Linked DNA regions of Mus musculus: all the other regions are linked to region 2. Evidence: chromatin contacts called from public ChIA-PET, HiChIP or PLAC-seq, Micro-C and promoter capture Hi-C data. All regions are on one chromosome and are shown on one strand. Each heading gives the region's core, a stretch centred on a gene start, on an enhancer-like site or on the middle of the called end of the contact. The rest is flanking DNA. Distances are from core to core; before and after follow the strand shown.

The links. Promoter capture Hi-C pulls out the DNA fragments that hold promoters and counts their contacts. A called contact is a pair of places that touch in the nucleus more often than the background predicts. ChIA-PET counts read pairs in DNA pulled down with a chosen protein or histone mark. HiChIP or PLAC-seq counts read pairs in DNA pulled down with a chosen protein or histone mark. Capture Hi-C pulls out chosen DNA fragments and counts their contacts.
Region 1: an RNA polymerase II ChIA-PET map of memory CD8 T cells shows a contact between it and region 2, with 28 read pairs. The contact joins the enhancer-like site here to the promoter of Setd4 in region 2. A contact is called at or near these places in 2 of 39 promoter capture datasets (the C10 cell line and embryonic stem cells), 2 of 115 datasets of contacts at active chromatin or transcription factors (embryonic forebrain and memory CD8 T cells) and 3 of 9 other capture datasets (embryonic stem cells, liver and macrophages).
Region 3: a promoter capture Hi-C map of liver shows a contact between it and region 2, with 2.0 times the contacts expected there. The contact joins the promoter of Ripply3 here to the promoter of Setd4 in region 2. A contact is called at or near these places in 4 of 39 promoter capture datasets (embryonic stem cells, hippocampal neurons, liver and 1 more), 5 of 115 datasets of contacts at active chromatin or transcription factors (embryonic stem cells, large pre-B cells, microglia and 1 more) and 3 of 9 other capture datasets (adipose tissue, embryonic stem cells and liver).
Region 4: an H3K27ac HiChIP or PLAC-seq map of extraembryonic endoderm stem cells shows a contact between it and region 2, with 22 times the contacts expected there. The contact joins the enhancer-like site here to the promoter of Setd4 in region 2. A contact is called at or near these places in 7 of 39 promoter capture datasets (the C10 cell line, cranial neural crest, embryonic stem cells and 2 more), 3 of 484 Hi-C or Micro-C datasets (all in liver), 16 of 115 datasets of contacts at active chromatin or transcription factors (acute myeloid leukemia, astrocytes, bone marrow-derived macrophages and 11 more) and 3 of 9 other capture datasets (embryonic stem cells, liver and pancreatic islet).
Region 5: a contact with region 2 is called in a Micro-C map of embryonic stem cells, with 5 times the contacts expected there. The contact joins the promoter of Ttc3 here to the promoter of Setd4 in region 2. A contact is called at or near these places in 1 of 39 promoter capture datasets (pre-B cells) and 1 of 484 Hi-C or Micro-C datasets (embryonic stem cells).
Region 6: a promoter capture Hi-C map of pre-B cells shows a contact between it and region 2, with 2.7 times the contacts expected there. The contact joins the enhancer-like site here to the promoter of Setd4 in region 2. A contact is called at or near these places in 5 of 39 promoter capture datasets (the 3T3-L1 cell line, the C10 cell line, cranial neural crest and 2 more), 4 of 115 datasets of contacts at active chromatin or transcription factors (astrocytes, extraembryonic endoderm stem cells, fetal liver and 1 more) and 3 of 9 other capture datasets (adipose tissue, embryonic stem cells and pancreatic islet).

Annotation. Positions count from the first base shown.
Region 1 is chr16:92,784,843-92,789,129 of GRCm38.p6, reverse strand. All of the region lies in intron 2 of Runx1 (runt related transcription factor 1), which reads left to right. Among named protein-coding and RNA genes, the nearest start is that of Gm30281, 25 kb to the right of the region's middle. Within about 2 kb of position 2,154, at least 78 of the 459 cell types and tissues checked have an H3K27ac peak or open chromatin away from gene starts, as enhancers often do. A contact at or near this core is called in memory CD8 T cells, where this site is marked.
Region 2 is chr16:93,600,791-93,605,549 of GRCm38.p6, reverse strand. It overlaps Setd4 (SET domain containing 4), which reads left to right and starts at 1,735. Exons shown (of 12, transcript NM_145482.3): 1 at 1,735-1,984; 2 at 2,339-2,413; 3 at 3,752-3,912. The coding sequence starts at 3,843.
Region 3 is chr16:94,326,999-94,331,571 of GRCm38.p6, reverse strand. It overlaps Ripply3 (ripply transcriptional repressor 3), which reads right to left and starts at 3,150. Exons shown (of 4, transcript NM_133229.2): 1 at 2,975-3,150; 2 at 2,151-2,226. The coding sequence starts at 3,075.
Region 4 is chr16:92,607,649-92,612,489 of GRCm38.p6, reverse strand. All of the region lies in intron 7 of Runx1 (runt related transcription factor 1), which reads left to right. Among named protein-coding and RNA genes, the nearest start is that of Gm30224, 14 kb to the right of the region's middle. Within about 2 kb of position 2,804, at least 135 of the 459 cell types and tissues checked have an H3K27ac peak or open chromatin away from gene starts, as enhancers often do. A contact at or near this core is called in astrocytes, bone marrow-derived macrophages, embryonic limb bud and 4 more, where this site is marked.
Region 5 is chr16:94,368,262-94,372,956 of GRCm38.p6, reverse strand. It overlaps Ttc3 (tetratricopeptide repeat domain 3), which reads right to left and starts at 2,218. Exons shown (of 46, transcript NM_009441.2): 1 at 2,096-2,218. It overlaps Pigp (phosphatidylinositol glycan anchor biosynthesis, class P), which reads left to right and starts at 2,407. Exons shown (of 5, transcript NM_001159618.1): 1 at 2,407-2,591; 2 at 2,765-2,868. The coding sequence starts at 2,527.
Region 6 is chr16:92,721,542-92,726,082 of GRCm38.p6, reverse strand. The region is part of intron 2 of Runx1 (runt related transcription factor 1); the gene reads left to right. Among named protein-coding and RNA genes, the nearest start is that of Gm30281, 38 kb to the left of the region's middle. Within about 2 kb of position 1,337, at least 11 of the 459 cell types and tissues checked have an H3K27ac peak or open chromatin away from gene starts, as enhancers often do. A contact at or near this core is called in pre-B cells, where this site is marked.

The sequences.
Region 1 (4,287 bases), core at 905-3,404, 820 kb after region 2:
TTGAACTCAAGTCCTTGTGCTTGCAAAGCATAAGCCACCCCTTAGTTCTGTTATTACTTTGAAGATGTTTCACACGTGCTCAGGTTAGGCACTTAGTGACAGTCACTGTCACTGTCAGCCTGTTCATCACCAGGGTAGGAAATTCTTCTTGCTGGTCTCAGGGACAGCTCAGTCCTCCTGTCCTTCGGTAACAGCCATCCCTGGGAACGAAGAGGCTCCCTCACAAGGTATCGACCCTCACACAGAATCTGTGGTTCTGGGATATTTTCTCTCAGAGACTTCCCGTCTTCAGGAGGTCAGTGATGTAATTCAGGACCATGTTCCCAAGATTGATTTAAAACGAGAGGCGGGTGAGTCACCTTTTAACAGACAGCTTTCCTCTTGGTCACTCGTCATCAAAGTGGAGATCATCAGTTAAGCATGAAATTGAACATTTGTTTGGACGTAGTCGCGTCTACAAGTCCTAAGTGTCTCCCTGCGGGAGGCTCCCATTCCGGCCTACCCAGCTCAGTCACTTGCAGACAGCTCTGCAATGTTCCCGCCAGCTGTCGGCTCCTTGCTATGGAGACTCGCTCTCACCCAGATGAAGCCAAGTGCTGGCATCCCACACAGTCATAACTGCATCTCCACTCTCAGGGCCCCTTTGCCATTGATGATTAAGATGGATTAAGATCCCCTGATGACTTTCTCAGATGGGGAAGTGATTTCACATGGATTGTGATCCAGAGAGCCAAGCCTTGGATGTGAGGATCTGGAGACAGCCCAGAGGAACAAACTTGCTTCTCAGATGGAGGAAGCAAAAGAAATCAGCACTGCTTCTTCACGTGTGTGGTGACAATTCACCGTCCAGCACGGCTGTGCTCCCCAGGGCACTACAAAATTCCCCTCGTATTCGCTTGCTTTATTGCAAAAGGGCAAGGTGCAGATATATTTATCTCCTCCGTGTGCATTTAGTAAGTTGTTATCTTGAGGATTGTCTATGTGCTTATTATGTGTTCTGTCCTGGTAATGTGGCAGTGACCAAAGATGGCGATCCTCAATGGTGAGAAATACATCAAGTGAGCCAGCCTCACCTACTCAGTAAGGTCCAGGCCGTGAGAGACCCTGTCTAGGAAAAAGAAAAACAACCACAACAGAGCACTATCAAACACTATCTGAGGTATGTTTCCCCACCTCCTACCTCCACACACATCTGCACATATATGTGTGCACACATATACATACACACACACACACACACACACACACACTCATGGAGAGAGTGAGAGAGAGAAAGAGAGATTCCATTGGGATTTCAGTAAGTACTACATTCAATCTGTAGATTGCTTGATTGTCCTCTCAATGGCATGGATCACAGTCTCTCAAAAGCATGGATCACAGTCTCTCAATGTCATGGAGCACAGTCTCTCGATGGCATGGAGCACAGTCTCTCAATGTCATGGAGCACAGTCTCTCAAAGTCATGGAGCACAGTCTCTCAATGGCATGGAGCACAGTCTCTCAATGGCATGGAGCACAGTCTCTCAAAGTCATGGAGCACAGTCTCTCAATGGCATGGAGCACAGTCTCTCAATGGCATGGAGGACAGTCTCTCAATGGCATGGAGCACAGTCTCTCAGTGGTTTTGTCTTTCCATTCATTTAGGTCTTTAATTTCCAGGCTGTGCTTTGTAATCTTCAGTCCTGGCAACTTTTGCTCTGTAGTTATTTTCCTAAGGACTTGGCTTTCTACATTTCTAGCTCCTCTTAGGTGTCTCCACCCAGGAAATCTCTTGCTTTCGTTTGAGTGACAGTTATGGAGCCCTCTGCCTACGAGGGAGTCAGCACACCCTAAATCAGCAGCCTCCCTGCAAGCCTCTCCTGCCCCAGCAGCATGGCGCTGTCCTTGTTCAGAGCCACTGAAGTCTTCTGGAAATTTCCACTTCACTTCAGCCTGGTGGTTCCTCTTTCTGTGGAATGGTATCAGTGACCAGTTACTAAGAAAGTTCAGGGGACAGAAAGAGTAGGGCTTCAGATGGAGGAAGAACAGGAGGGAAGGGAGGGAAGGGAGGGAAGGGAGGGGAGGGAGAGGAGGGAGGGGAGGGAGGTGGGCAACCCTCGAGCTCAGTCTTGATTTCATGTGCTTCCTCTGGGGCGAAGGAAAGAAACCATGTGTGGTCACAAAACCCTGTACCGAAACAGAGTCCCTCCTCTTTCATCTGTCACCACATGCTAAACACTGCAGTGTGTGTGTGTGTGTGTGTGTGTGTGTGTGTGTGTGTGTGTGTGTGTGTGTGAGAGAGAGAGAGAGAGAGAGAGAGAGAGAGAGAGAGAGAGAGATTGAGGAGATCAGAACATATGTGTTCCTTTTAACTCCTACCAGATCTTGAGATCAGTCAGTCAGAGAGAGCATTCTGGAAGGAACCGTCGAGGAGGGCACTTGGTGAATAACAGCTGAGACTCAGGAAGCACAGGTCTCCAGGGTCAAACCCCCCAACCCATTCCCACTCAGATGTGGGTGCTCCCCAACCTCACTGTATCTCGGTTTTGTTGACCATAAAACAGATAGTAACACTTGCGAGACAGACACTAAGTGGAAAGCATTATGTGATCTTTGGAGAAAAGGCAGACTGTTAACATATGCTAACAATGTGTTATTCTGGGCCAGGCCCGGAGCCACAGCCACCAGAGTAGCTTGGGAAACATCTGCCAGGAACACACAGAGCACTCCAGCCTCCAAAACCATCTCTGGGTCCAACTGGCAGGAGATAAAGGCCCTCTCTGCCCAGCTGTGCCCTGTTCGCCCTCAGGCCTGAATTCTGGGACCCCTATGCTGACCTGTAACTTACCCACTTACCATGCACCCCTCTGCTTAGTGAAAGAGAGCTTTGGAGGCTGGCCTCTTTGAGGCAAGGGGTTCTATTCTGGGACATCCACTTAGGGGCAGTGCTTATGGTGGATAGGCCAGGGTGGGACAGGGACATCCACTCTGGGGCTGTGCTTACCGTGTATGTGTTGGGGTGAGGCAGTTTGTGGTTTGTTTAGGACAGAAGACAACCAGAGCTGACTAAGTGGATGAGGCTCTCTGGCTCTCCCTCACTCTCCAAATTTGAGGCATCTGGTGCTCAAAGCCTAAAAAAGATCTCCCAAAAGGAGGAAGATGAGTGTGGCAGGGGAAAGGTGGGAGGGAGCCAAGATCCACAGGGACAGCTCCTCTTATCTCCGACTGTCCTGTCATGCTCTCTAGACATGGCGGCTTTCTGAGGAGGCCCACAAGGGCTTTCTTAGGGAAATAAGGTTGATCTCTGTGGTCCCCACTTGAGTCAAATTGGCTTCTCTTCATCCTTTCTCAAACTTTCTGGTGTCCGTAAATTCTTTGAAGAGGAAGGAAATTAGGGAAGCCAAGATATTCACAGAAAAAAAGTTCAGCCCTTTCCTGATGGGCCCAGCCGAGATGTGATAGCTATCCTCAAAGCATAAATCCTGAAGGGTAGACATTTAGATACAGTAGCTAGGGAAACACGTGCATCGTGAGAGAGAGAGGGAGAAAGTGAGACACTGCACAGGGTCCCAGGTGACCACTCCCTCAGCCCACACATGGGGTGGGGCTGGCCCTGACTTTGCTACCCCAGCTTGCAAAAACCCCCACACCAGATGTACCCCAAATGCAGAGAGGACTCTGTAAAGGACCCTGAGCAGGAGGAATGGGGGGAGGGGGGGAGAGGAGCGTGTGGGATGTGTCTGATTATGGAAGCCATCTTAGACCATCTGCAGGAAAGAGACATGTCTGTCAACTTCGGGATTACACAGGGCCCCGCAGCACAAAGCAATGGATTTGAATATCAGCATGGAGAATTGTTAGGAAGGACCCGAGGCCACAGATCTATGCAGTCTGGAAGACACTCAGGCCTGTGGAGTAAGCCTTTCTCTTTGAAGGTTAGAATGTAAGTAAGAGTTTATCCTCTGGAGAAGGTCCACACAGTCCTTGCCAGAGCCCAGGCTACCTCACCCCTAATTTTAGCAATCCCCTTGCCCCAGTTATCTGTGGTCCTCACACCATTTCTTCTGCTTCCTTTGATGTTAGCTGACTCTAAGAACCCAAGGCCAGACACACTGCAGGAAGAGGCCCACTCAAAGCCTTCACTCCCCCATCTCACGGAGGCGAGAAGACGACATTTTTGAGATTGTGAAGGGAAGAACTGACTCCCAGCTTAAATTTAAATATGGCCTCTCAGGCTGAGGTGGATGACCTTGGTGCCAGTGCGCGTCTATCATCGGCCATTTGGCTCTTCCTTGCAAGATTTTGTTCA
Region 2 (4,759 bases), core at 486-2,985:
TCAAAGGTGGCTTGTATGAGGCCCAGAGGCTTAGGGACCAGATACTGAAAATCCAGTGTCCTTCTTGCATCCTGGCTCCTCCCCATTCTCCTGACTTTCCTCTGTATCCTCCTTATCCTGACCTTTTGGCCTTTTAACCTTTTTCCCCCCTTCATCTTCTCTGGAGACAGGGTTTCTCTGTGGAGCCCTCACTGTCTTGGGATTTGCTAGGTAGAGCAGGCTAGCATAGATCCACCTGCCTCTGCCTCCAGAGTGCTGGGGTTAAAGGCATGTGCCATCATACCGAGCCCTAACTTTTTTGTTTGTTTGTTTTTTTAACAGAAGTTTCTCTTGGATCGTTTCACTGACATTACTCAGTTATTCATACAAATCAAAGCCAAAACAGTACTTCTTTTAGAGTCATGCCAGATCAAACCCCTAGAAAATGATGCTCCCTGCCAGCAGGAACTAGGTAGACAGAAACAGTCGCCCCTATCCTTTGCATATAAAGGATCTGGAACAAACACCGCACCCCCCCCCCGCGACCCCCCCTCCCAATCAAGACCCTGAAATTGAATTCAAACGTAGCGATTCAGAGATTGCAGAAATAAAAAGTAGCTGATATTGTTAGCATCAGGACCTCCCAAACCTATGACATCACATAGGCGACAGCGCGACCTGCAGCATATTCCCAGCATCCACTTGGCTCACCTCCCACCTTTACCTTCATTACGTCATTTTCCATATAAATAAGGAGAACGCCCCCTCTGTCACTCCCTCTTTTCTCTTTCCGCCGCCACCTCGTCCCTCTCTCTCAATAAAACCTCTTCCACGTGGAACTGTTTTGGCCTAGTATGCTGTTAAGACGCGACCTGACATTCTAACACATCAGATATCTATCCCAGTGGCAGTGGTTGCAAAAACGTACAACAGGCGCTGTAGTGTCAGAACCCAGCTTTCTCATTCTGTCCCTTTCTCCCTTCCACATCCTTAGCTACAAAAACTCCAGCTTAAAGCATGAAATGTGCCTTTTCCTGACCTCTGGTCTTTATGTGACAAAGTCCCGTGCTTGGATCGCGACATGCAGAGCTAGAACTAGAAAACCCACTTCTTTGAGTAAAGCTTGCTCCTCGCTGTTTGAGGACGTCTAAATTCTCTCTCTCTCTCTCTTTTTATTTCTTCCCATAATCCTAATTCGTACTTTTACTCTGACCCTAACAGTTCCAGTAACAGTCTTGGGACAAGACAGAAATGCCTTCATAGTGGATAAGAGGAAAGGCGGGGGACAGGCTGTCTGGGAGAATGGACCGCCTGGGTCCTGGCAGCTGGAGGGCAGGGCAAGGTGGGGATCAGGTAAGCCAGTCTGGTGGAGGGGGCAGGAAGTCGGAGGAAGAAAGGACACGGTGAGGAAAGACTTCCCGTTGGCTATTTGGAGCATGGGTCAGCAGCTATGCTCATCGCGTTATGGCGTAGCTGTGGAGGCCTGGGAGTTGCGCATGCGCGTGCCAGAGGCGTAGGCTCGCCGCACCGCAGCCGCTTTCTCCGTAGCTGGTGGAGCGGTCTGCGTCCGTACCCCGGCTTCGCCGCGGTTTCTAAGGTAAGCAGGAGCACTTCCGGTGGGCCTGGCGTTGCCTGGGCAACGGGAGCGGGGTTCCGTTGGCTTTTTTGAGTTCTGTGTAGCTCCAGACCCCAATTTCCTCTGCGCGTGTGGAACCTCTCCCGGAACGGAAGTCAGGACCAGAGCGACTACTGCGCAGGCGTGGTGTGCGGCCAGCGGGCCTGGGTTGGTTCGCTGGTGCGGGTGGCATGGATTGATTGATGTCCGGTCCGTCCAGGACTGCGAGCCAGGACGGCGCTGTGGCGTGTGGCCATCACTGAGGCCCCGGTGGCAAGCAGGGGGCAGGGCTGCGGTGGAACTGCGCGTCCTTGTGCACCACACGTGGGCTCCAGGACGGACCTGGTGCCTGGCTCCAGACTGACTCGTAAAGCAAGTCTTGCTGCCGAGGTAGATTAAACTACCTGGGCGGCTTGGTGGGCGGTCCTTTCCTGCCCTCCTTTATTTTTAGAGTAGATTTTAAAATCATTTCCACTGGTTTGGCACATGTTAGATGGATGTCACTTTAGTACGGTACAGGGTAGGATGGAAGTAGTAAAGGCTGTTAAGAATGCTGGACGTGGTGGCGCACGCCTTTAATCCCAGCACTTGGGAGGCAGAGGCAGGCAGATTTCTGAGTTCAAGGCCAGCCTGGTCTACAGAGTGAGTTCCAGGACAGCCAGGGCTACACAGAGAAACCCTGTCTCGAAAAACCAAAAAAAAAAAAAAAAAAAAAAAAGAATGCTTTCATATAATGTTCTCTAGGGCGTTTTGTTACAGAGTCCTGGCATTCTTTTTACCCAGAGGCAGGACCCAAAGGGGTTTATCTTATGTATAAAGGTAAGTTGCCTACAGGTATGTCTACGCACCACACGCTTGCAGTGTATAGAGAGGCTAGAAGAGGACATTGGATCCCCAGGCAGTGGAGTTACACATACGGGTGCTAGGAACTGAACCCTGATCTGCAGGAGCCCCTTGCGCTCTTAACCCCGGAGCTATCTCTCCAGCTGCCCACTCCCCGCCCCTATCTTTTAAACTAGAATTTTCTTCAACTTTAGTGTTACTCAGTATTTCTTGTATGGTTTTAAATGTTAGCATGTATCTTCCAAGGACGCTTGCCTGTGTTTCTGTTGTTAGTTTCTACAGTTGGTCTACACTCTTGTCTGTTCCTGGATCTTTCCTTTTTGGCCTCTGAGAGGCTAATGTGGAATGGAGTCATTTTATGTCTTCCGGTCTCTCTGCCTTGTGCTCTCTTTAGTCTACTGCGAATGCCCATTTTAATCATTCTGACCTTTAGAGCTAAAAATCCACTTTACACCGAGTGGGGCTTATTTATTTTTTCTAAGACTTTTGAACTGATGGGTGCTTCATAATGACCGGGTATTTTTTGTATTAGTTATTATTTTATGTGCATAGATGTTTTGCCTTCGTTTTCTTCTGTGCACTGAGCTGTGTCTCCAGTCCCTGTGTGTTCTTCAGCACAGTTACGTAGCACTATACTAAATGTTCACTAGCATTGAGCTGTGAAAGTCACCAGAGGATATGTTTAGAAAATCAGCTGTGAGATTTTAGTCGGTAGGGCCTCCTGATGGTTTTGTTTGCTCCTTTTAAAGCAGTGGTTCTCAACCTTCCTGATGCTGCTATCCTTAAATACAATTCCTGATGATATAGTGACCCCAGCCATAAAATAATTTTGCCGCTATTTCATAACTGTATTTTTGCTACATTATGAATCATAGTGTACATGTCCAATATGAAGCATATCTAATAGACGACCCCAAAGGGGTTGTGAATCACAGGTTGAGAACTACTGTTTTAGAGGCTTCCCCTCATAAGTGGAACTTGTTACTTCAGGGATCCCAATTGAGCACTAGATAAAATGGTTTGGTGTTCAAAGCTTTTAAGAAAAGGATTTTTTTTTTCCTTAAAGAATGAAAACATGGGGCTGGAGAGATGGCTTAGCATTTACAAACACTGACTACTCTTCCAGAGATCCTGAGTTCAATTCCCAGAACCCACATGGTGGCTCACAACCATCTGTAATGGGATCCAATGCCCTCTTCTGGTGTGTCTGAAGACAGTGACAGTGTACTCATTTATATGTAAAATAAATAAATATTTTCTTAACAAAAAAAATCCTGAAAACATTCACCAAAATAAGTATTTGTATATTCAAAGGTGCCCAGGCCCGTGGTTCTCGTCCAGCTGGAAGGGAGGGCTGAGCTGCGAGTTGTTCTCAGCTAAACACAGCACAGGCTCCAGGGATAGCATGCAGAGACGAAGAGGAAGAACAGAGAGGGCCAGGAAGAGACGGCGGCGAAGCTCTGGTTCAAGAGCAGGTACAGGCTGCTGCTCCTGGGAGGAAGCCCTGTGTAGAGGAGGGTCTGCTCACCGTGCTCCTCAGAGCACTGTTGTTCCTAAGGAACACTTGTTAATGGCGTCCCTGTGTGCTGTGAGAGGTGAAATGTGCCTTACACACTCCTTCTGGTTTCTTCTCTGTGGCTCTGCTTCTGTCTGTCCATCCCTTTCCCTCCTCCTGTCTGTCTATCCCTTTGCTCTGCTCTCTCTCTCTCTGAAGATGATCAGATGTGTGTCTGATCGACGGTGTGAAATACTTTGGTCTCGTCCTCGGCCTGGTGGATGCTGCCTTTTCATGGATTTCTTGCATCTGTCGTCTTTGGTCTTGTTTTCTCTGTGTTGAATATCTGCTTTTTGTTTCTCTGTTTCTCCTTTAGTGTTTTATATTAGATTGGTATATTAATTTCTAATTGCTTTTTCACTATATACTTTTTACATAAGTTTATTTTCATTTTATGTACGTTGGTGTTTTACCTGCGTGTATGCCTGTGGGAGGGTGTTGGGTCCCCTAGAATTGTACTTACAGGCAGTTGTGAGCTGCCATGTGGTTGCTGGGAATTGAATTTGGGGGTCTCTGGAAGGGCAGTCAGTGCTCTCAACCACTGAGCCATCTCTCCATCCTATATATGTGTGTATATATGTGTGTGTGTTTGTGTGTGTGTGTGTGTGTGTGTGTGTGTATGTGTGTATGTATAGAGTTTCACTGCGTATCCCAGGCTGTGCTTCTACTCATTATATAGACCAGGCTAGCCTCTAACTCACAGATGTCTGCCTGCCTCTGTCTCCTGAGAGCTGGGATTAAAGGCGTGGACCACCGTGCCTAGCTTA
Region 3 (4,573 bases), core at 1,901-4,400, 720 kb before region 2:
TGAACCTCTGACTGTAAGGTTGTGGTGGGAAGCCTGGATTGTAACAGCACAGGCACAGGCCTTGGTAGTGTAGACAAATGGCCAGGAGGGAAATGTTCAGAGGCCAAAAACCAAAAACCATCAAGGCTGGAGGTGGGGGTGGGGCTGTCATGTCGCACGGTGATAGAAACATTTAGCGTCAGATATGCCAGTCCCAGGCCACCCTCAGGACCAATCTCTCGTCTCGGTCTCTCTGGGTCCCTCCCTCCCTCCCTCCTTCTCTCTCTTCCTCTTTCTTTCTCTCTTTCTTACTTTCTTTCTCCTTTTAATTTGGTCTATCAGCCAAGTCATGGTGGCACACACGGTTAGGCCCTGCAAATACAGGCAGATTTTGTGAGTTCAAGGCCAGCCTGGTCTACAGAGTGAGTTCCAGGACAACCATGACTACACAGAGAAACCCTGTCTCAAAAAAAATTGTTTTGTTTTGTTTTGTCTATTCCCCCCCCCACCCAGGGGAGGATACAGCTGTCTAGGCATCGAGTGGGTATAGTTATTCCTCTGCTCAAGGAACAAGGCCTTGGGGCTTTTCTCAGATTTGTATCTTATTCCAATTTCAATCTGCTTGCTGGAAGTCCTGGTATGGGTCACCAAGCCCCAGTCCCTCACAGACTCCTCTACAAAGTGTCATGAAGACTAGGGATGAGGAATTCTCCGGCTTTGCCAATGTCATCAGCTAGAAGCTGTGTGGCCTAAGCTCCCAGCCCGCTAGGAGGAGCCGGATTTACTAAGGCCTGCAGAGAACCTGTGTGGGACATCTATGAAGAGCTTTCTGCATAGAGCTGGGAGTTTAGCTCCCTGGTAAATCCAGAGCCTAGTGACAAGGAAAGACCCAGGGGTGGATCCCAAGATCTCGCCCTGACAGGCGTGTGGGAAGGCAGCCAGTTCTACAGTCCCTACAGAACCCCAGGCTCCCCCATCTGCCCAAATCCAGGCCTTAACTGCCTTCTGTGAAGTGCAGTCAACTGGAAAGGGGCTGTGCTTTAAGATAATCACAAGGGGCTTTCTCCTCACAGTGGAACCAGAAGCTGCCTGCCTCAGGCCCTGTGTGTGCCGTAGTACTCTAGTCTCCCACACAACTGAGTGACCTCCATACTCACGGTTCACTTAAAGGAAAATTTAGTAGTTAGTGAGTTCTTTTAAATCTTACCTTTAAGGACTCTAAGGACTTTAAGTCTGAGTGGAATGAGATAGAAAGAGTTCTCTTCAGTCACTTAGAAATTTGGAGCAGGGATTATCAGGACTGAAACAAAACCATGTAGCAGACTCTAGCTGCCCTCCTGTTTGCTCCGTTCTTTAAGCTTCTATAAATGCTAACTGAATTAAAGCACTCAGTATTCAAAGAAAATAACTTAAATGTAAAAGAATAATAGAGGAGTAATTTCCCACAGTTAACTTTTCATATCACATCTATCTGTACATTAAGCTGTATCCCACAGGTGTTGTGTAAGTGAGATGCATGGCCCTTCCTAAGCTACCTCCACTGTTTTAAAGGTCCATTTATATTTGAGAATATAGCAAATGTAAGCAAAACATTCGCTTAATAAGTCAAAAGCAATTAACCGGCAAGGCAAAGATAAAGGGATAGCTGTGGCAATTAATCTTTGCTGACAAAGCCCGGTGCTTGAGTGTATTTGCACAGAGAACAGAAGATCCTGCAAGAGTTCTTGCAGACAGGGCCAGACAAGGGTGGGAGCTTTTAACTGCACTGTCTGGGCACCTGAGGTGGATGGAGGTCTGCCTGCTTTGCAGTGTGGTACATAATCAGCTTTTCTCTAAGGGGGCTGGGCTTTGCCCCTCCCTCCCCCATGCTCTGGTTTATAGAAGAACCCTCCTCTCCCACCGCTGCATGTAATTACCATGCAAAGCCCATGTCCTCAGCTGTTTGCTTTTCAAGGACGGAGGAGCAATCGCGAGCCCAGTGGGCCCATTAGCACCTCCGTTCACTCTGGGCTCTACCCACCAGACCTTCAGGAACTTACTTGTGGGTTAGGCCAAGCTAAGCACGAGAGAGGAGTCCTTCCCCCGGGTTTTGGTTTTGTTTTCAAAGTTATTATAGACGTGGTGCCGCTTTCTGGATTGACTATTGCCTACAACAGTCACATTTAGCTTACCGGACGTTCAGTTCTGGTCAGTTCAGCATCTCCGGGGGGAGGCGACATCCACGGTCTCCACGGGGCTGGAATGGAACTGGAAACAAGCACCAGGAGAGACTGAACTCCTGGCGTTTCTGCCGCCCCGCCCCCCCAAAGGTTACTATGAGGTTGATACCATAGTGTCTGTTTGACAAAGAGTCCCTGCACACACCATGATCCCTTAAGGTCTGTCTGCCGATGGGCCAGTCAGTACTTTACCTGTTCCTGCCTCCTGAAGAATTCTCCGGGCTCTGCTTCCTAGTACACTCTGAGATGGGAAGCCCCAAATCTAACCTATTATTAGGGCGCGTGTGAGTGGAGATTATTTTTTCTCCTAGCAAATCTCTCATTGATACCTCAAATTTTTCTAATACAGATGGTTGGTTTCAAGTACACCACCTCTGCTGCTGGAGACTCCTTAGACTACTATGCCAAAGGCGTTTCTGCATCGCCAAACTGCTCCGCTTCCTACCTACCCAGCTAATCTGATTTCCTTAAACTTCACAGCTTTAAAGATAGCGATGTCCCTGGATGGGCAAACACCGATCCCCAGCGTAGGGCAGGAGACTGTCACTTTGTGATAGACCGCAGGATCCTTTTATAAATTTCTTATGGGGCCCCCAGCCTTCAGTATTTTCCAGCTGGATCAATTTCAGATCCTCAATACACGCAAGTGTTGCCCATTTCCTTGCCAGATATCCGCGGGGTCCCTGCACTTCAGACAGGAGTTTGCAGTAGTCGATCTCAGGTTAAGGAGCTCAGTGTCTGGGTGCACCTCCACCGGGGCCACAGGACACCCTCACCTTTCGGGCCCGCGTGGCAGCGGTAGCCTCCCGGGATCATCCCCCGGACAGTGGCAGAGGCGTCCCCGCGCCTCCCGGACTCCGGCCGCCTCCGGTCTCATGGTGCGGGTGTCGCGCGAATCTCTCAGCCCGACGGCGCCTGGTCCCCCTGGCTGAACGCGCTCACCTACCCGCTCACTCGGCGCCAGGTTTAAAAACTGGGGCGGGGCGGGGAGGGGACTCGGGGAAACTGCGCCCCGTGGGGAGGGGGAGGGCAAGGGACCTCGGGAAGGGACGGAGGAAGCAGAGGGTGGAGACCAGAAAGGCTCAAGGAAGAGAGCAGGGTCGGGACGGCGGGGAGGGGTGTGTGTCCAGAGTGGAGAAAGGACAAAAGAAAACCAGGAGGGTCACTGGCGGAGCGGGAAGCGCAGGGCGGGACAGACGGCCTACAGGGCCTCCGAGATGACGGGTGGCGGCTGCGCGTCCCGGGGAACAATTTTCCCCACTGCTGAGCAACTCCTGGGGCCGCTGCCCTCGGGGCTCTGATCCCTAAAAGCATGAAGCCCCACCCCGCACCCCAGTTCTCCCAGAGTTTCCCTTTCAGCACTGTGAGAGGTGGTGAGTGTGGGGCACAGAGTCCTCGCTACACCGAGGGTCAGGACAGCTCCACGAGTGGGTGACAGCTGGGTTTACGAAGCCAGGCGAGGGTTTAGGCGCAACCTCCGCACCGACGAAAGCCTTAAGATGGGGGAGGGGTGCTTCCTGTTAGGGGTCACCAGTCAGGACCCCGGGTACCCCTTTGCCCAATAACCTGTTCTCCAGTGCCAGGTGACTGCATGTGAACACTGTAGCTTGGTCTGTGTCATTTAAATTAAGTGACTCGGGTTTTAAAAACCGAGAGGGGTGGGGAATAAAATGTTTTCGAATGGTTTATTTAAGATCTGGGGAATATTTAACACCAATTAAGGGCAAATAGGAAAGAGGGAGTATTTACAAATTTTATTTACAGTATTAAAAGCCCTGAATATAAAGCAGGAAGCTGGGAGTGAGCAAACAATGTGAACTCACGAACACAGTTAAGGTGTCAGTGGTTTCTTGTTGTTTTAATAAAAAAACACCTAGATGTGGGTGCCTTTTAAAGAACTTTGATAACGTGTATCTGTGAGCCCAAAGAATGAAAAGGTATCTAGTGACAGCCAAGTGTTCCCAATAGTATGTAAAGGATGGGGGTATGTTATATAGCTGATAAAAACACACTCATGTTGAGCCATCACTCAGGAGGCAGAGGCAAGGGGATCTCTGTGAGTTCAAGGCCAGCCTGGTCTACAGAGTGAGTTCCAGGACAGTCTAAGGATGCACAGAGAAACCCTGTCTCAGAAACTTAAATAAATAAATAAATAAATTTGTGCAGGTCTCTTTTCTCTCCTAGTCCTGTGTCTGAAATCCAGGAACTCTACGGAGTCCTGAACACTATGGAAAATTAGATAAAAGGTTATTTTTAGATCATTTTATCTTATGTGTGTTTTACCTGCATGCAGGTCTGCCCACCATGTTACCTTTCCATCCTCTGGAACTGGAGTTACAGACGGTTGTGAGCCACCATATGGCCGTTGAGAACCA
Region 4 (4,841 bases), core at 1,555-4,054, 990 kb after region 2:
ATCTCCAAGGCTGGGGACCAGCTCAGTGGGCAAAGCCCTTATCTTGCAAACATGAGGACCAGGTATTAAGGCAAAGTGCAGTGGCACAGGCTGCTAGTACCATCACTAGGACATGGAGACATGTGAGTATCCAGACTAGTTGAATTAGAAAGCTTCAGGCTTGGGAGAGACCCTGCCTCAAAAAGCCAAGTTAGATGGCTGCTGAGGAACACACACACGCACACGCATGAGTCTGCACTCGAGGGTACTCATCAATGAACACTCAGAATGCTCCCACTCACCCCTTACAAACACAAACCCACAGAAAATGTTGCTGGACATTGTCACTTGTCTCAGCTGGGGGCATTGAGAACTTCTAGCTTCAACTAGGCCTTGGTGCTGGACTGAAATGCCAAAGCCAGCTCACTCCCATTTTCACCTGACTGGAGGCCGTCAGTGCCAGCACCTCCCTGGCAGCTGACGGTCTCCAGAATTAAGAGGGTGACATAGAAATGCTGGCATTTGTTCAGCTGGCTGTGTGTAAAAGCCTGTCCCCTCGGGGACACAGTGTGATTCCAGCAGCACCTGTCGACATTCAGACTCCCCCCCCCCCCCCCCCGAGACAATTCTGTCCATTGGCCACAGCCTCCATCTGAAATACTGTTTTCCTTGGAAATGTCCCCAGTGTGGACTTGCCCATTGAAATTTATTACATAAGTCCTTTAGCTTGGTCACCATCCAAAACGGGCACCTGGGGCCAGCTCCTCCGGCTGACCGGTGATCACATGTAAGAGTGGCTTTTAACACTCTCTGAGGATGGCGTACACAGGGATGATCCGTTTGGCCGTATCCACGTCCCTTCCTCCCTTCAACTCCCCATACCGTCTCCCTCAGAACTTCATGTCCTTTAAGGTTTTGTGTGTGTGTGTGTGTGTGTGTGTGTGTGTGTGTGTGTGTTTATTAGTCGAGTGCAGGGATGTGTGTGTGTGTGTATGTTTATTAGTTGAGTGCAGGGAGTGCCACCCATATACACATAGGACTAGGGACATTCACTACCACAATCTATCCGCAGCCACTGTCACACAAAGTAAAGTAAGTATCAGGTCTAATTCACGGCTATATGATCCGGACTTCAACAATACAAGCTAGAAGGAAAGGTATTTATTTAATAGTACAGGAAAGAGAGGGGGGAAGAGAGAGAGAGAGAGAGAGAGAGAGAGAGAGAGAGAGTTCGCCAGGACCCAAAAGTGACCCTCTGCTGCCCAGTAGGGAAGACCAGAGAATGACAAACAACTGGCATAGAGTGAGCCTCAACTTGGCAAAACTCCCTCTAGAAACCAAGCCCCGAGCACAGGCCTCAAAAGCCTGTAATGTGTTCTCATAAACCTGGGCCAGAGAGGGTAGGTAGGGTCCCTGAAAGGAAGAGGCTGTCAGGCCCACAGCTTGTCAGCCGAACTTGACCCCTCTGTGGCTGATGTGCCTTCTAATCCCACCAGTGACAGCTTCGAGTTCTGGGCTTTCAGCCTCCCCCAGCCCGACCTGCCTAGCTGCTCAGCACACACACATGCGTTCTCAGCAGACGGGCCCTGTCTGTCTCTGTCCCTTGCAGACAGACAGACTCCACACCTTGTCTGAAAGGAGCTGCCACGTGAAGGTTTATCTTTCCTCCTCATTTCTCTTCTTCCTTTATTTTACCCTCTTCCTTTTCTTTTGGTTAATTAATGTCTAGCTGCCAACCTGGGCGACAGACAGCGCATACTAATCTGAGTCACGCAGGAGAGCCTTTTAAGGCGGTCATTATCTGCTCAGGTTGTTTAATCCTTTGGGGGCAGTGGGAGGGGCCTGGGGTGGGACCTCTTTCATCCACATCAAGCTTTAGAGCCAAGACTCTGCGCTCTGTCAAGGTAGAGACTTAGCACCATAGAGGGAGAGACACTGCCAGTGAAAGTGGCTGAACCTTCTAATCCTCACACTTCCTACTTTTAAAGTCTCCCCATGAATGGGAGAGGGGGCAGTTGTCACCTGAATTGAGTGGGTGGGGGCGGCGTGCACCGGACTAGCCAAAAGAATAGAGGAGCCGTAGTTGGGTGATGTATAAATTCTGTGTGACTGCTGATGTGTAAGGAAAGAGGTTAGACAGGATTTAAAAATGAAAACACGGGGAGCTGGTGAGGTAGCTCAGTGGTTAGGAACCTTTGTTGCTCTTCCCAGGCCCCCCACATTAGCCCGCTCACAGCTGCCCATAACTCCAACTCGAGGGCATCTCTCTCCTTCCTCCAGTGTCTGCAAGCACACACACACACACACACACACACACACACACACACACACACACACATGCGCGCGAGCACCTAACTAAAAATAAAATAGCTGTAAATGAGAACACGTATTCGAATAGAGCACTTGAATTTGAACATATCTAAAAGGCCCATGTCTTTTTTATTACAGAGCGTATACAAAGCGAGACAGGGAGGGATGGAAGGAGAAGGGGAGGAGGGAGAGAGAACCTGACCTCTCGTAGAAAGACGCCACACTATCTCAGATCTTCCACATACTCTGCCCCCAGCAGCTGAGACTGTAACATTACTCCTGCGCTTATGCCCATGACAAATCACGGACTCACTCGGGATTCCGGTAACGTGGTACCATTACCACATTACCATGTAAGAACTGGGACAGACTGGCAGAGCATGTTCAGACACGGCTCTGAAACGTGGTGACCTCTCCTTCATTTTTTTCCAGTGGATTCACCTTTTTTGTCTCAGGACAAATGAAGCAAGAGGGATAATGGGCAGAGTCACTTGTTTGTGTCCAGTGTATTGCATCAGATGACAACAGGCCGATTGTGTGTGTGCCTAATGCTCTCCCTCCTGCCTCGGCTTCTCCCTAGACTGTATAAATCTAACTGGAAAAAAAAAATGGAGTAGAGCTTCCTGTTAACTCTCAAGCATGTCATGGCTCTCTGTAAGCAAAACAAGTGACACAGAGTTTGCTCATAGAGGTCCCCGGTGAGGGCGCAGAGATGAACCCTGAGGAATGAGGTGTGGCCTGCTGGCTGGAGGAGAGGCTAGAGGGCAGCCTACCAGGGCAGCCTACCAGAGCCACTGTTGGTTTACAGCCTTTGCCTGCCCACATGTCTGACTTGCTTTGAAAAGATTAACAGGAGTGTTTGTTTGAAAGTCAGACTCCTGGTTTCCTCATTAGTAGAGGGATTTGCTGCAGACTTGGGCTGTGCTTATAAACTCTAATTACCTCTCTGATGAGGAGTCTATTTCTCTCACATTCAGCCCAAATGTACACAAGAGTTCCTTTTGTAAAATCGTGTTAGAGCAATAAAAGATTATTGAGAGGGGGTGGAGGGGGAGAGGGAGAAACAAGAACACAAGCCCGAGCTCTCCGTGCTGAAATAATAGGCTTGGAACAGAAAGAAGTTGATCACAGCCCATGCCTTCCAAAAAAAAAAAAAGATTAATCCACCCGGGTAGCTTTCCTTTCAAAGGAAGCTTTTCGATCCCCTCAAGTTTCTCTCTAGCAGGCTCAACTCTGTACCTGAATTTGAGAATTTAACATTTTGAACACTTAGTTCGTGCCTCTGCCCTGTGTTGTTGCTGCTGCTGAGCCGTGCTGGTGCGAACAGTATAGTCGCAGCCTGCCCTCCTCTGACTGACAGACACAAGCTACCCGAAACACCGTCCTAACTCACTGTGGCAGCTGGTGGGCGGATGTGCATCCCTTCCTAACCATTCTCAGTTATTTCGCAATGTCTGGAGATTCTTTTGGATGTCAAAGTAGCGGGCAGGGGGTCGGCAGGGAGGCCACTAGAGGCATCTTGTGGGTAAAGAAGGAAGATGCCACCAAACAGTTATCAGTCTCCAAACACCCGCTAGACATAATACAGCCCAAAGATGCCAGCAGTGGCACTTTTGGCAAGGGAACCCTCCTGTCCCTCCTGTCCCCTGGTCTGCCTCAAAGGCAGCATGCACACGTGCCAAGTGCAGAGGGAGCCGGTGAAGCAAGGGCAGTCTGTAGAACTGTAAATTCAAAATGAATCTTGTAAAGAAAGTCTGTCATTTCTGGACAAAACAAGTTTTGCTATCCATTTGTGTTAGAAGCTAGTGAGTGACACAGCAGCTGGAGCCATGACTCAGTGGTTTAGAGCATGCACTGCTCTGGGGGATGTTGGCACCCACTTCTAGCCTCTGGGGGCACTGCACACACACAGGCTCATAACCACACAAGCATAATCACAAGTAAAATTACCTTTAAGAAGAAAACAGTGACTCAGGTCTTAGATAAAGACGAGACATGAAGTCAAATGTCTAAGGTTACTATAGATGGGAACAAGTCAGAAGGCAGAGACAGAGGCAAGTGATGTGTCAATCACCGACATTCACGTCGTCCCTACCACAACACGCACTGCACCTAATAATAGGAAATTAGCCAACTTTCAAGGGATCAGAGTCTACAAAAATGACAGTTTTCTATTATCCAACCTGACTACTAAGTGCAATGACATAATATTGTTATTATAACATACTTAACATATAATATTCTACTATCAACATATCAGTGGATGCATGACCTCAGTTATTTTAATGTTATGCCATTGTATATTGTTATATTAATATTGTTATGCCAATGTACTGATTATATTAGCAATATACCAGTCAGTATTGATGCTTTCATTAGAGGATAGGCTTTTTTTTCTCCCCCAGTAAAGGACCAAAGAGAAGTTGTTAAGCTTTGGACACTCTGTTGTCCTGGTCACTCAACAGCAATAGGAGCTACTTAGCGCCCATGAAAGTGCACACAGGTGCCAACTTGTGCTATAGGTTGAAGCTATGTCGCAACAGAGTAGAAAT
Region 5 (4,695 bases), core at 969-3,468, 770 kb before region 2:
GAGAGTTTAACCCATTTGCTGTCACATGGCTAGACAAAAGGCAGTCTTTTAAGCAAATTTAGCAGAAAGCTAAAGTCATAAATAAGATGGTCAGTAAAAAGAGGAAAAAAAAGTTTGTTAGCAAGCATGTGAGGAAATGGGTGTTCTCCATATCAGTGACCATTAAAACTGGTACAACCACTTTGAACGTTTCTATCATATCTGGTTAAGTGGAAGATGTATATATTCTACTACCCAGCAAAATTATGCTTAAGGGTATGTCCTAGAGAAACTCCAAAAGTGTGCACAGCAAACAGGTACAGAGATATTTATTGCAGGACCGTTTTAAAGAGTAAAGACTATAAACAATTCCAAAGTCCATCAAAATGAGTACAATGCAGTGCTATACCAACATTTATAATAATTCAAAGAAAGTACAATTATTCGATTTATTCATATATAAATCTCAAAACGTGATGCTGAGTGAAAAAGCAAGTTGCAAAAAGTCACAATTTTATATCACTTTGGTTAAAAACAAATACTATGTATTGTTTATATATTCACCATTACCAAATTATAAGTTATGCATGGAAATGATACACACAAACCTGAACACAGTGGCTATCTCTAGGTAAGGAGGGGCTCAAACTCTCAGCATCTCCAAAAATGTTTAAGCTTTTTTTTGTTTGTTTTTGTTTTTGTTTGTTTTGGAGAATCTGAAGTAAATTTGGCAAAAAAATAAATATATAACAAACAAAATGGCCTGATTTGGTTAGATCTACCTGTGTTTAATCTCTAAGTATTCCAGAAATTAAAAGAGAAAAAAGGAAAATTAAGCAACAATAAGAAAACCGAGCAGGAGAGAAAGACAATCCGCAGCCCTTGAGCGCAAAGCACAAACCCCTGACAAGCACAGTAGTGGCAATTGAATCCCTAGGAGAGTTTTACCGTATAACAAACCCATTTTTCTTAAAATAAAATACACATTTCTTGAAAGAACGTGTTCTAACTAGAGCTGTGGTTGTGAGAAAACTGCCCCGGAGAGAGCAGTAAAACCTGTATGATTTCAACCCTGTTCCCTTGATCCCTCGCCAGAGTCCAGAGCTTTAAAAGGCTGCTATAAACACCCTGCAATACCCAGTGTTAGCCATCGCCTGGTGAGAGGCACAAGCACAAACGGTGGAAAGAATTTGCAAACTGAAGGACGTCTGGAAACTACAAGCTTCTGAGAAAGGTACCGTGCAGTGGTACCGACACACCCTCGGCTTCATTTTGGTCCTTTGTCCCCCCACCCCCCTAGTCTGTCCCCTCCCCAATAGGAGATGGCAGCCCAGGCCTCAGTGACGTCGCCAGCACTGCGGAGCAGCAGCCCTGCGCAGGCGTAGGAAAAGGCTGCAGGTGGGGAGGTGGGGTGGGGGGCAGCTCTGCGTCCCTCCCGGGTCCTCCCAGAAACGGGGGTGGGGGTGGGGGGGAGAGGCGCGCACACACAGACCAGGGGCAGCGCGCACGCGCGTCACCGCAATTCCAACCCCGCGCACGCCACAGGGCCCCTACACAGCGCACCTTTGGGGACCCTCGAGGACGCACGCGCGCGCCTGCCACTGCAGCCTGCCGCAGCGGCGGGTGGGCGGGCGCGCGCGGGTGCTGAGGAGGGGGCGCGCACACCACAGGGAAGGCAGTGACAAAGGTGGGAGGGGAACCACCATCCTCAGAGGATGAGAAGGACGCCCACGCCGTCGTAGGGAAGGGAGAGCGTAGGAACAAAGCGGGCCAGCCGCAGACCCAGAGGCGCGTCCCCGAGCGCTCGGAACGCGGGAACGGGTACCTGACCCGGGATGTCACCCGCACGCCAGGCGACGCGCACACAAAAGACCCCCCTTCTACCGTTAAGGACGCCCGAGGGTCACTGGACAAAGGGAACACACCCACAAGGGCAAGGGCGGCCACACCCCCTCAGCGCGCGGGCGCTCGGCGAGACGCGCGGCGACGCGCACACCCACACTCACCACACACCCACGGAGGGAGGTGTGGAGCGCCCCGATGCCCGGGCATCTCGGCTGCGGCGGGACGCGCAGACGCTTCCGTGAGCCCCGCCGCGCGCAGGGTCTGCACTCACCCGGGCCCGCAGCCCGCGAGCCTCAGACGCGGGCTGCCGACGCCTCCGGCCCTCCACGTCAACCAGACCCGCAGAGCGAACGCTCCGCGGCTCCTGAGGCGGGCGGGTCACGTGGCTTAGGGTGCGCATGCGCAGTCGCCGCGTCGCCCCCTCAGCTCGGTGGGGTGGGTGGTGAGACCGTGCTAGCCCCCTCGCTGCGGTCGCGGTGCGCCTGCGCCAAGCGGCGGGGGCGCCTGCCAGCCTCTGCTTTTCCTCAGGTTTTTTTTTTTTTTTAATTTCCGCCCACGCTGCGGGGGTAGCTGAGCCGCGCCTGCGCATTGGACTGAGTGGGGCTGAAGGGTGGGGACGGGTGGGCGTCGGTGCTCGCAGGACTCAAGGTCCCGGGCCTCCTGTTTCCTCTGAGCCTCACGAAGGCTGGGACAGGGCCCATCATGAGAGGGCAGGACTCGGGGCCTCTGTCCAGCCCGGGCCCCTTCCTCGCCTCAGAGGGTCCGAGGTGCGCATTTTCCCCGCAGCGCGCGCTCCCGCCGCCCCCTCAGCTGCAGTGGCGCGCGCGCGCGAACATCCGCAGTGGCTGTGTCCGCAGCAAGCGATGAGATTATGTAACAGACCATTGGTGAAGGGGGGCGGGGGGAGATGTCTGACGACGATTGTGTTCCTTTTCCACAGATTGTCTAAAGCCACAGGGAAGATGGTGGAAAATTCACCGTCGCCATTGCCAGAAAGAGCGATTTATGGCTTTGTTCTTTTCCTAAGCTCACAATTTGGCTTCAGTAAGTACTGGAATGATGGATGGCCAAGGCCCTTAATGGTATTGAGAACCAGGAAATAATGTGTTTGTCCTTAGAACGTACACACATGAACTGTTGATTCTTTCTACCTGTGTCTCTTCACGAGTCCTAAAAGGGGTACCGTTTGTTTGCTCAGTTTATGTATGCAGTTCTAGATGAACTCTCCAATATTTATTTAGCACTAGGCTTGATGCTAATGTGAATAAAACCTGGCCCCAATCCTTGAGGTCATAGTCATGTGGAGAAGCATAGTAAACCCACAGTTCAGAGAGCATGATGAGTGCCCTGGAAGAGCCTTGGAAGGTTTAGAAATTGGGGTTAGCTACCTCCAGGCCACTCCCTGGCAGTTCTATCAGAATAAGTCAGGAAGGACCATGGATAGAGTCTCTGAGTGAAGGCCTGTGAAGGTTTGGAAGTGAGATGCTTATAGCTCCAGGATAGCATGCTGTAGCTGAAGAGTGAAGATAATGGGCCAGAGAAGTCAGGTGTAAGAATGTACCCTTAACGTCTGGGATCTGCATTAATGCCCACAATGTTCCATTTTGTAGATGAGGCCACTGAGGCTTACAAAACAAAACAAAACAAAAACAAAGAACAAAAACAAACTTAATATGACCAACTCAACAAACAGAACCAAAGTCCCTCTTCAAATAGTTTGGAAGATATGAGGCAATCAAGTGGTAGAAAATTGAATGCCCACAATCCAACCTGGTCCTTGATAGAAATCAGAATGTCTATGTGGAGGTATCCTTCCCAATTCTTAAGTGAAAAGTACTAGCTTAGCTGTAGTGTAGTGGGATGAAGAAGCTACAGTTACTGGCTCTTTCGTGGAATCATTGTTTGGCCTGAGAGCTTTGTGTTTTGCATGAAGTGAACCTGTGAAGTAGGTGCTGCCTTGCTTCCTCAGTTTAAAGATGGGAATACTGAATTTAAGTAACTTGATCAAAGCCAAATAGCAACAGGACTGGAATTAGAACAGGTATACTGGCAGACTTCACTCTACTGAAGTCCTTTGACTCTTGTATTAACTTGGGTAATTTATGCAAAGAAGCTGCTTAATAAACATTAGCTGCCCTTTATTTCTATAAATTACTATTCAAAGAGGATTTTAAGGATTGGAATCTACAAGCATGTTAGATAAACCAAAACCTAATTGAAGAATTTACTGAGCACTTACTATGTATCAGACAGTGTTAGAGGCCAGGGAAAGGTAAAATAACCAAACCTTGTCTGCCTTCATTTGAGCTTTCTGCATACTTGGAGACGACAGATAAGTAAAACATATCCAGGAAGCAAAACAGGGATAGGGTGGAGGAGATTAAGGAGCAGGAAGAGCCCTCCTCATGTGCTGTGCTGCTGTGTGCTATCTTTTAATACTACAACTTACCATGCAGAAAGGAAAAGATCTCTGTAAGCATCTTTGTTCGGCACCAGAAGCTTACAGAAAGCACAAACCATCTCTTCAGGAGTTACTGTATTCCAGTCTTGGCATACAAAGCTCTGTAACACTTCATTCTTAAGACAAAACCCACCACTGCTGATGTAGCCTGAAACCTGTCTCCACCACTTCCTTTGTACAAATGAGTCCTTTCTTGTGTATAAAAATATACATGTGCGTCTCAGGACTGTTTTGAGGATTAAACGAGTTAGTCCATGTGGAGAAGTTTAGAATCTATTGTTAAAACACGGAGACAGCAGAAAAGGAGCCTACAAGACTGGGTATTGGTAGAAAGAAGATTGTACATAGACAGTCAGAACCAGAGGTGACAAGTTCCCTTTAAGCAACTACTTCTTAAGTAATTACTTCTT
Region 6 (4,541 bases), core at 88-2,587, 880 kb after region 2:
GGGAGAAATTCTGAGTTGTTAAACTATGAAATACCATTTCAGTTAAAATAAGAATGTTCTGGGGATGGTAGGTGACAGTCACAGAGCAGCGTGCATGTATGTAACCTACCTCATGGGACCATACAGTTGACAATGATTACGATAGAAAATGCTATGTTGGGTATGGTTTACCATTATCAAAGAGATGTGGGGAGGAGTAATGTTAGTAGAGGTCTTGCTATTCACACAAAAGGGCTTTGTGGTACGTGTATGAACACACTGTGTACAGAGGAACAGAGGGGCTTCGGGGGCCTCAGAGCCCGCGAGTTTCGCTGTAAGTTTCGGATTAGAAGCCGAAAGAGCCATAACAATGCCAAGTGTGAAGGCTTTCTCCCAAAAGTCACCCAAAGGACACAGCCAGGTGTTCCCAGGAAGGCAGTGCCTCCACTGACATATGAGGTACAAAGAGGGACCTGCTCAGAAAGGGTTTTGTTTTCCTGGCTGTTCAATGTGGTCAGAAGTTGGCAAGCATCTTGGTGTGTCTGGTTGGAATCTGCTTCTCCCGGGTGGTGCCGAGAGCCTCGGGCATTTCTTCTTGTTTCATCTCATCATCCAGGAACAAAACAGAGTAATCCTTGTTCCTAGAGACTTGCCCACGATTTACCATCAGGTGGAAGACAGCCTGGGGTCTTTGGAAAGGTTTGGGTTATAATGAGAAAACATCAAGATAAATATTTATTAGAGGGGTTGGGAGTAAGGCTGTAACAGTTACTTACTTGCTAAAATATAAAAAAAACAGCTTTAAAGAAAATCCTGGAGAATCCCCAACACTGGAGGGAAAGTCAGTACGAATCAAGATGTTGAAGAGGGAAAACATTTTCTCCTTTGATAATAATTATTTTTGTAGCATCTGGACATCAAACATGGGCTTGAATTCATTCTGATTTCTCAGTCTGATCACTGAATGTGGACTTCCAGAAGGCTTTGCTGTTTTGTTCAGTATGCTCATCAGAGAACCAAATGTGGGATTTCTAAGAGTCCCTGATCAGTGATTGGCCATTAAACGAGTGAGTGAATGAATGAATGAATGAATGAATGAGCGAATGAATGAACAAACGATCAAACATAAACCTTTTCTATTTACTTACTAGTGTGCTGCACAAATATAATGAACTACTATAAAGTGTGCATGCTTCCTTCTCAAGTTGACTGAGACCTAAGATGGGTTCATCTGAAATTATCGTTTTCTAGTATTTTCTAAAACCAGCATAAACCTGAATGTAATATGCTCAACTATCAAACATCAGTTACCAAAAATACTTGTCACTTCCTAGATCTGATTCTGTTTCCGGTCTATGCGGAGATCACTCAGTTGAAGAAGGAAGTATTTTTATCTCCATACTAATTTGGTCAGTCATCACCTCTCTCTGAAGAGGGAGGCTCTGGGGGAAATGAGCCAGATGTTTGGTAGAGAACCAGGCCTCTAAGAAGGGAGTAGAGCCCACCCAACACACTGAAGCAAAAGATAGGCCAGTGGCACCTGGTGAGCAGAGAGGAGAGAATCTATAAATAATCATATATCCACAGGTCAAGAAGACCCAAAAGCCAGCTGGGTCCTTTATTCCACAGCAGCCTGGCTCATCTATAAATGTAATCATAACGAGTTTCTTACCTTGGTTTTCACTTGTCACTAGATTAGATACTTTCTCCCACCGTCCCCTTCTCTCCACCATCAGCACTTGCCACAGACTGAGCTTGAAGTCCCTTGCCAAAGACTGAGAGGTTTTGGTATGGAGGATACAGACAAGAGCACACATTCAGGAACTGGGTTCTACTCCTGGCTCCATTTGTTATGTGCTATGACATTAGGCGACCTTGTGAATGTCTGTGTGCCTCAGTTTCTTCATCTACTAAAAGTGCATAATAGCAAGAACTAGCTCACAGCAACAGACAATGAAAGGGATTTGTGTTGCTCAACAAAGACATGATGTATTACAATAGTGTCTGGCACGTGCGAAGCATTCTATTCTACCTCAGTTTAATGTCCATATTGTCTGCGTCTTATTTAATGTGGTCTTAGAAGTTTGTAAAAGATCTACCGTAGAGCCCCCATAAGTAAAAAGTCGATGCATCTCAACAGAGAGTAAAATCAAGAGCACTAAGGCAATCTTGATGGAGATGGAGATGAAAATGCTTTTTCAATGACCAGTCAAGCACAGACCCTTCCACATACACTTTGCTTTCCCTCACAGTCAGTGTGAACTTGGCAAGGCTGGCACCAGATGGGTAATTTAGGTACAAAGGTCAGAGGTCACTTGCGAGGATATGTCAGGTCATGTCCTCAAAATGTTTTTAAGGTGAGGCAAGGGTCATTGTGCCCTTGCCTTCCCATGCCAAGAACACCATGGGTGTGGGGGATGTCTCCAACCAGTCTGATGTTCACCTAGGCTCACAGCTTGAGTAGAAGCCAATGTTAAAGCCTTATACTTCTGTTGATGCATCCGAGGTCGGGGTGAGCCACCTTACAAAATGACTCCAAGTTCCAGGGACAATGATAGGCTTGTCTTGGGTAGCCACCAAAGTCCCCTTGCAGCAGTCATATGAAGACTGGGGAATCCAGGCACGCTAGCTAATGTGCCTCCCGCCATTCTCAGTTTTCCTGCCTGAGAGTGGAGAGAAATCGCAAGGCAATGTCACTTTGTCACTTCTTTCCCTCAACAGGAGCATCATCCCTGACTCCACTTAGAATCCCAACTCTGTCCAACATCACTTTTATGGGCTAATGATCAAGTGTGGCCATGCCTTAGGAACCAGGATGTAGGGTACTCACGCAAAATTCCAATTCCAATAACTCAACTAAAAGCTTGCACGATTTCTAATGTGGGCTTTCTGTCTCTGCCCCCCGCCCCCAGCCGAAACACCAGGGTGTCTTCACCTACATCATGGCCCCTTCCCTGTGTCCAGGTTCATAGCTCTGGGGTCAATTTTCTCCCCATAGTCCCTTACTCAGATGTCTCCAAACCTGGTTGGCTCAGTGTCTGTTCACATACCCTTTTCACTGCAGTCTCAGGCATAACTGCTCACATGATCTTTCAGTCAAAACCCTTGAATGATGGCCACTTGCCTTTAGGAAAAGGGCCACCAAACCCCTTAGTTACAGAGGTTGAGTTATAGTGCTTCTAGCATGCCAAAACTGGGAACGCCATGGCTCACAGCATCCAGATTGCTCCGACAGAGTCTATGGCTTGGCTCTGCTGCTATAATGACTGGGAGGCTTTGAGTCTTGCTATCTGGCACTGTATATCTGTGTGACGTGAGACCTTCCATGGTCCTTTCTTCAATGGTTGTGATGAGTTTTCAGTGAGAGGAGACACAAAAAAGACTCACTCAGGCTCTGACAACTTCAAAATGCTGCAGTCCTCCAGCCCACCCTCTGCACGCACCTCAAGCAAGTGTGTGCTGCAGCGGGCTCCCAAGTGAGCTACTCAGTGACATTCTACATTCGCCCTCTTCCTTGGCTTCCATTACCATATAACTTGTCTGCCTTTCCCTTTATAATATCCAAACCCTACACTTCTTCCAGACTCAATCCACCCATCCTTTCCTCCTCTAAGCTTCCCCAGCCCTTCCTGATGGGACCCATTACTCTCCCATCCCAGGCTCTTGTAACCTTACGATCACATTCATTGAATCTTTTGTAGCCCAATCTGCCATCCCCACACTGGACTATACAGCTGTTAAAGGGTGGGGTCGTTCAATCAAATTCTACCCCTGCCATCCCCCAAAATGCACAGGACGGGACTTATCGCGTGAGGAATACTTGCTCTGTGTTAATTGAGTGTACAGTTCGCAGTCTAATTTCTTCAAATGCTTTATTGAGTGTGTTAATTGCAAAGTAGCAGGGATCAACTCCTGTCCTATCCCAGACACACAAGCGCACCGTCGCTGAGCAGCGACTCTGCAGTTTGCTGCGGATCGGGTGTCTGATGTGGCACCAAGCTCTCCAGTTTCATTTCACTTGGTGTGTCAGAAAATCAATCTGAGACTTGAGCAAAATCCTAAAGCTCTCTCCCGACTCTAGAGCCATGGTAAATAATTCATGTCTCTTCCCCACACCCCTACTAAAAAAGAAAACGAAAAGAAAATCCTCTCTCATTCTGGAATAACTCTCAGAATCTGTACTATCACCATGCTTTTGAGGAGTAAAGACAACCCATGTTTCAGGATAAAAGCTTTTATTTCCAAAAATAAAGAAGTTGTTGACATTCCACACTTCAGCTATCCAAGGATTCATTCTTTCTTCTTTTCTCTCTCTCTTTCTTTCTTTCTTTCTTTCTTTCTTTCTTTCTCTCTCTCTCTCTCTCTCTCTCTCTCTCTCTCTCTCCCTCTTTCTTTCCTTATTTACTTATTTATTTATTTTTACAGACTTTTGTGATGTTAACTTTTTTAACACTAGCCTAGAAAAGTGGAATCCACAAGTATTTATATCCAGAGAAAAGTCTGGAATGAGTCACTAGCAACAATATTGATGTCTTTTATTCATTTCTCCAGTCTGGTGACAC